2 separate regions of the Sus scrofa genome follow, and region 1 is linked to region 2. A link is a contact called in public Hi-C data. All regions are on one chromosome and are shown on one strand. Each heading gives the region's core, a stretch centred on a gene start, on an enhancer-like site or on the middle of the called end of the contact. The rest is flanking DNA. Distances are from core to core; before and after follow the strand shown. Region 1 holds the start of PSEN2 (presenilin 2). Region 2 overlaps ITPKB (inositol-trisphosphate 3-kinase B).

Evidence for each region. Hi-C and Micro-C count contacts between places; a contact is called where the count stands out from the background.
Region 1: a Hi-C map of liver shows a contact between it and region 2, with 1.8 times the contacts expected there. The contact joins the promoter of PSEN2 here to the enhancer-like site in region 2. A contact is called at or near these places in 2 of 5 promoter capture datasets (fetal skeletal muscle and skeletal muscle), 5 of 47 Hi-C or Micro-C datasets (embryonic fibroblasts, fibroblasts and liver) and 2 of 2 datasets of contacts at active chromatin or transcription factors (alveolar macrophages and skeletal muscle).

Annotation. Positions count from the first base shown.
Region 1 is chr10:14,543,138-14,546,351 of Sscrofa11.1, forward strand. PSEN2 (presenilin 2) reads left to right here and starts at 1,535. Exons shown (of 10, transcript NM_001078666.1): 1 at 1,535-1,675. The coding sequence starts at 1,535. It overlaps LOC100510923 (a long non-coding RNA gene), which reads right to left. Exons shown (of 4, transcript XR_305804.3): 4 at 1,147-1,727.
Region 2 is chr10:14,383,392-14,386,960 of Sscrofa11.1, forward strand. The region is part of intron 3 of ITPKB (inositol-trisphosphate 3-kinase B); the gene reads right to left. Among named protein-coding and RNA genes, the nearest start is that of ITPKB, 84 kb to the right of the region's middle. Within about 2 kb of position 2,085, at least 23 of the 83 cell types and tissues checked have an H3K27ac peak or open chromatin away from gene starts, as enhancers often do. A contact at or near this core is called in alveolar macrophages and liver, where this site is marked.

The DNA of each region.
Region 1 (3,214 bases), core at 285-2,784, 160 kb after region 2:
CCTGTGGCCTGAGGCTCGGCCCAGGGTTCAGGGAGGCTAGTGACAGGGACGCTGGCCCTGCTGGCAGCTCAGCTGTCCTGTTGGGGGTTGGAAGGCTTGGGACTGCCTGGCGCCCACGTGGTGCTCCAACCACACCACTGGGGCAGCACAGCGTCTTCAGGGACCGGCTCCGTCCTGTGTAGTCCCTTCAGCCTTGGTTTTCCTGTGAGTCCTGCCCTCAGCTATACTTCCCCAACACACACACACACACACACACACACACACACGTGCTCGCTTCTCGTGGTCTTGGCTCACTGCTCCCGTGGCTGCCACTTCTCAACTCATGACTCTCATCTCCTTCCCCTGCTCCCGACACGGGGCACTCTCCCCACCACCCCAGGCAGCTGCCCCTTTTCGCCCATTTACATTCAGTAGGTTCCTGGATCAGATTAACCGTTATTTACCCGTCCTGGACTCTGTCCTGTTCCATCCCCCACCTCTGACCCTGACTGTCTCCCTCCCACTGTTTCTGGATTCTCTGCCCTCGCTCTCATCCATCTTGCTGCCACCTTAAGCCTGATTCACTTCCCATGATTGTCTCCCTCTCTTCTTTTTACCCCTTTCTTAGTCAGTGGCCAGACATATTTATTTTTTTAGGGCTACACCTGCAGCATATGGAGGTGCCCAGGCTAGGGGTCAAATTGGAGCTGCAGCTGCTGGCCTACACCACAGCCACAGCAACACCAGATCCAAGCCGCATCTGTGACCCACACCACAGCTTGCAATAACGCTGGATCCTTAACCCACTGTGTGAGGCCAGGGATTGAACCCATGTCCTCACGGATACTAGGCAGGTTCTTTTCTGCCGAGCCATAACAGGAACTCTGCCAGATATGTTTGTAACCAGAGATCTGATCTGTCACCTCTGTCCTTGGGGGATGAAGTATATCTCCTTAACATGGCACCAGAGACCCTCCACAGCACCTCTCCCCAAGCCCCAGCAGTGCCAGGCTCTGGCTAGAACATTCTTCACACCCTCTGCCCTTCCCTCCCACCTAGGAAAGTCTGTCTCCATCAGATGACGTTATCGTCTCTATAAAGCTTTCCTGATCTCTGAGATGTAATTCTTCTTTGTGCTTCAGTACCTCTTGGTGAACACCTGGATTATATCATTTGTCACATTGGATAGCTGGTTTTTATTGGTTTTAGGACAAAAGTGTTGGCACATTATGGGTACTGAACGGGTGTTTGTTGATTCAATAAGTGAGTGTACTGACAGTCTGGAGTGGCCAGGACATTTTTGGTTGGGAGTTTTGCCCCATGGACTGGATCTCCTCTGGCCAGTCCCTCTTGAGGCTGCTACAGCCTCTGTGGTGGCCCCTGGGGACCGTGGCTTTATAGCAGCCCTTTGACACTTGTGTCCTAGGTGGTCAGTTTGGGCAGGACCTGAGTCCAGGTCTTAAAGCTGCCTCTCACCCTCCTCTGCCTTTGCCTTGTAGGAAAGTGGAACAGAGTCCGCTGTGCTCCTTTTCCAGGCACTTTCGGAGGAGGGGCCATGCTCACTTTCATGGCCTCTGACAGCGAGGAAGAAGTGTGTGACGAGCGGACGTCCCTGATGTCGGCCGAGAGCCCCACGCCTCGCTCCTGCCAGGAAGGCAGGCAGGGCCTGGAGGATGGAGAGAGTGCTGCTCAGTGGGTAGGTTCCTGCCAGTGGTCTGAGGCCCCCAGACAGGGCCCTGGGTCCGTACCTAATGGATAGAAACAGGAGGGAAGGGAAAGAGCAGATGAGAATTGGCTGAAAGGACAGGTGGTCTGCTGAGTGGATCTTAAGTCTGTGAAGGCTTCACAGTAGACTCTGCACGTACACAGCCTGTTAAAGGTCAACTCTGCAGGGCGCTGAGTGATTCCTTCCGCCCTGGCCCTGCCCATTGGGTTCCCCTTCCTAGTGCAGGTTACTGTTTCAATAGGAACCAGAGAGTGAGTTTGGATGCTGGGACAGGCAGCACAGAAGCTAGGAAATTGAGGAAATTGCTGGAGAGAACTTTTTTGGTAGATGGCCAGACATGGTAACCAGGAGAGTGGTATACCTGTCTCACGTTTGGCTTTGGAGCTGGTTATGTGTCTTCGTCCATTCAGGCCACCAGCACAAAATTACTGTAGCCTGCGTGGCTTATAAACAACAGAAATGTATTTTTCACTACTCTAGGGACTGGGAAGTTCAAAGTCAAGGTGCTGGCAGCTCTGATTCTGTTGAGAGCCCACTTCCTGGTTCATAGGTGGCTGATTTCTGTATCCTCACGTGGCAGAAGGTGGGAGGGCACTCTCTGGGTCCCCCTTTATAAGGGCACGAATCCCATTCATGAGGGCTGCACCCTCATGACCTAGTCATCTCCCAAAGGCTGCACCTGCAAACATCATCACAGCCTGTGAATTCGGGGGACACAGACGTCAAGCCCATAGCAGGAGGGGTGGGCTGCACTGTGTGGTCTTAACCTCTGCAGCCTGCAGGACAGATTATTACATTATGAACTGGAGGATATATGTGGGAGAGTGACCAGCCAAGCCACCTTCCTCCCCATCAGGGTAAAACTACACCTGAATCTGCCTGAATTCCCATCTCCATTTCACCTGTAGGATTTCTTTATTCCAGTAGGCCTTGTTCTCCTTTGCTGAAACTTGAGCTCCCTTCTGTCCTCCTCTGGGCTCCAAGAGAGATCTCATCAGCTCAAGGCTACGGAATAGCTACTCCAGAGCCATTTCTTTCTTTCTTTCTTTCTTTTTTTTTTGCCTTTTCTAGGGCCGCTTCCCACAGCACATGAAGGTTCCCAGGCTAGGGGTTGAATCGGAGCTGTGACCACTGGCCTATGCCAGAGACACAGCAACACAGGATCCGAGCCTTGTCTGCGACCTACACCACAGCTCACAGCAATGCCAGATCCTTAACCCACTGAGCAAGGCCAGGGATTGAACCCGCAACCTTATGGTTCCTAGTTGGATTTGTTAACCACTGAGCCATGATGGGAACTCCCGGAGCCATTTCTTTTTTTTTTTTTTTTTTTTTTGTCTTTTGTCTTTTGTCTTTTTTTTTTTGCTGTTGTTGTTATTGTTGCTATTTCTTGGGCCGCTCCCGCGGCATATGGAGGTTCCCAGGCTAGGGGTCGAATCGGAGCTGTAGCCACCGGCCTACGCCAGAGCCACAGCAACTCAGAATCCGAGCCGCGTCTGCAACCTACAC
Region 2 (3,569 bases), core at 835-3,334:
CACAGCCCAGGTTTGGGATTGAGGAGGATCCCTTGCTCTTCCGACTCCCGGCTGCAGCGGAGAATGAGCCTTTGAACCTCTCCCACCTCAGTGTTCTCATCTGTAAACGGGGCACGATACCACTGCACCCGCCCTGCCCAACCCCACAGACTTACAGAGATGACTGGTGAGGTGGGACCACATGAACACGCGCTCTGTACACCCTCACGTGGTCTGTTTGTATGTCTGTCTTTTGTTGCGTGCGTGTGTGTCTTTTTAGGGCCGTACTCGCAGCATATGGAGGTTCCCAGGCTAGGGGCTGAATCAGAGCTGCATAGCCACAGCAATGCAGGCTCCGAGCTGAAATCTGCAACCTATACCACAGCTCACAGAAACGCCGGAGTCTTCGATCAAGGCCAGGGATCGAACCTACATCCTCATGGATACCGGTCAGATTTATTACTGCTGAGCCACGACGGGAAATACCACCCCCACCCTATCCCCCCGGTTTTTAAAATGAAATAGTTTTCTCCTCCAAGGCACAGGAGACTGGCAAAAATCCACTGCGCACTTCCAGAGGGTCAATCACTGCTGGTGTCAAGATGATGAGCTAACTGTGTGATCAACTGCTTACAAAGCTTCCCCTGGGATGCTCTCGGCAGCTGGGAACCCACAGGGCGGCTCCCGTTCGGCCTGCGTGACTCAGGGAGAGCAGAGCCAGCCAGCGCCCGGGTGTCTCCACGCCAGTTTCTGGTTCAAAAGGTCAGTGAAGGTGCCAAAAGGAGAAAGAAGAGTTTCCCCAAGAATCCATTTCACGCATGCGGAACTCTGCTGGGCACCAGCGAAAAACATAATAAAAAGACTGCTGAACAAACTTCATTTTATACAGAGGGTTTTTAACTCCTCCTTTTTTTTTTTGTTTAAATTCCCAGGCTAGGGATGGGAATTCCCAGGCTAGGGATGGCATCGGAGCTGCAGCTGCTGGCCTATGTCACAGTCACAACAACTTGGGACCCAAGCCACATCCACCACCTACACCACAGCTTGCAGTAATGCTGGATCCTTAACCCACTGAGTGAGGCCAGGGATCGAACCCGCATCCCCAGGGACCCTATGTTGGGTTCTTAACCCGGCGAGCCACTGGAACTCCTTAATCCCTTTCCCACCTGAGTTGTTCCCCCAATAGTCTAAGCATTTGTCCAGGACTTCCCTCTTTATTCAAATAATTAGGTCACTTGGTTGACTTTTATTTTTAATAATTATAAAAAATATAAAGAGAAAGGGGAAATCTCTAAAATATCAGAAAAGGGAAATTATCTCTGGACCCCGTGACTCTCCAAAACAGTATTACCAGAATCGTTTCCCTTGCTGCACACGTGGGCCTGTGTGTGTGCCTGTGTGCTGGTGAGGGCCCAATGACGTGGCCTGTCCAGGGAAAAGGGAAGAGAAATCACGTGTTAAATGCCTGACGTGTTGTTAGGTACTGTGCTCATTTTTCATGTAATCCTCACTCACAACACCGACACAGCTGACCCCTTTCTGCAAATGAGGAAATATGTTCAGAGAGGTAAGTAACTTGCTCAAGGTCACACAGCTTCCTGGTTAGCTCTGAGGATATTGTTCTGTTTCAGCCAACAGGATAACGGGGCCCCCATGGTCTCTCCTCCTGTTAAGAAATGGCCTCAGATAAACAGCAAGTTCATTGTCAAAAGAGTGACCTTTCAGATGGGGAGGCCTGAACAAAGGCCTGCCTTGCCCTCCTTCCAAGTCATTCCCAGAACAGCCTCACTGACACACACTTTGGGAGGAAAGGCACATCAATAAAGCGCTGAAAGTGGGTGAAGACGCCCCTGCCGGGGGAAGGTTCGCTCTGCATCACTGCCTTTGTTTGTGCTTGCAAAAGTCTGAGCGAAAGGCATTGAGTTGTCCATGTTTGGAAAAAATGCTTTTTTCTTCTTTCTTCTTCTTCTTTGGGTCTTCCTAAAAAAGCAGTTAGGTTTCCCTAGTGATCATTCTTTCCTTCGCTGGGGAAAAGCCTGTGCTTCTCCCAGGCGGCAAGGCCAAGGCTGGCCAGCTTTGTTCATTGTATTCGCCCTGGCAGAGTCCTCCTGGGACGCCAGCTGGGTGCAGGCCCGGGCAGGTAGGGGCCCCTGGCTCAATCTCTCCGTCCTGGACGCCTGGTTAGAAACCTGGCTGGAGCCAAATGTGAAACCCGCCCCTTGCCAAAAGGGAGCTGCGAGCCTGGCGGGGGTGGTGTTGGAGTGCAGGGGGTGGGGGTGGGGGGAGGCCTTTCAAAATCAAGATACCAGGGATCGGAAAAACTAAGCCCAAGGACTTGGCAGGGCAGGTAGCTCTGGCTAAAAATAAGAATCTGGATTTTAAGACTAAGCGTCTTCTTGCTTTAACCAACAAGCAAACTCGAGGCACCAAATGTAAAAACACGTTTTGAGACAGACCTGAGCAATGCTGAGTTTATCCTACCCCTCCCCATGCCCTTGCAAGGTGTGCCCACAGGTGAGGCGGTTTGGAATCCCTTTCAGGGAATTTACGGCTGGGCACTACTTTGCTCTCCTGTCCTGTAGCGAACCCAGCAGCTGACAGTGGCGGGGTGGGTGGGTGGGTGCAGCCCCTCCCCCAGAATCAAGGGCCAGAGAAGTGCTGGTCCTGGCAGCCTCTGCAGGCCCTTGGCTGCGGGCTCTGTGTTCTCAGGGTCGGTGCTCAGGCCTCTCCACCTCTGGAGTCAGATCAGAGGGCTCTGCTCCGGGTCTGGAGTGGAGGACCTGGTTGGGATTGTAGATCCTGCTGAAAAAGGGAACTCCTGGAGTCCCCGTTGTGGCTCAGTGGGCTAAGAACTTGCCCAGTATCCATGAGGATGCAGGTTTTTTACTTTGTTTTGTTTTGTTTGCATTTTTAGGGCCGCACCCATGGCATATGGAGGTTCCCAGGCTAGGGGGCAAATCAGAGCTATAGCTGCCAGCCTACACCACAGCCACAGCAATGCGGGATCCGAGCCATGTCTGCAACCTACTCCACAGCTCACAGCAATGCCAGATTCCTGGCCTCGCTCAGTGGGTTAAGGATCCAATGCAGGTTCGATCCCTGGCCTCGCTCGGTGGGTTAAGGATCTGGCAGCTGCAGCTCCGATTCAACCCCTAGCTTGCAAACTTCCATATGCTGCAGGTGTGGCCCCCAAAAGCAGAAATAAATAAAATAAAATAAATAAAATTAAAAATGGGAGCTCCTGATGCAAGTGTCTGGCTTGGGCTGACCCTTCATGACAGATGCCACTTTGGCCAGTCACCTCCTAGCAGCGTGTTCTGGCCAAAGCCAGGAAAACCCTGGGCAGCTGCCTAGCTGCCCTCCCCCAGCTGCCCTCTTTCTGGTGCAACCAGAGGCCTGGTTTCTGGGACAAGGGCAGCGACCTAGATTGGCACACGGGGTCCTCCCTCGCAGCCTCTCTCCCGCCCGCGCCGTCATCCAGAATCTCTGCCAGAGGAGGCTGGGGAGGGCAGGTCCCACCAAGTGCTCCCTGTCCGCCCCAGATACCTTTGGCTCCCCTTCCGCTCAGGCTCGCAGACACCCTCTCTGAT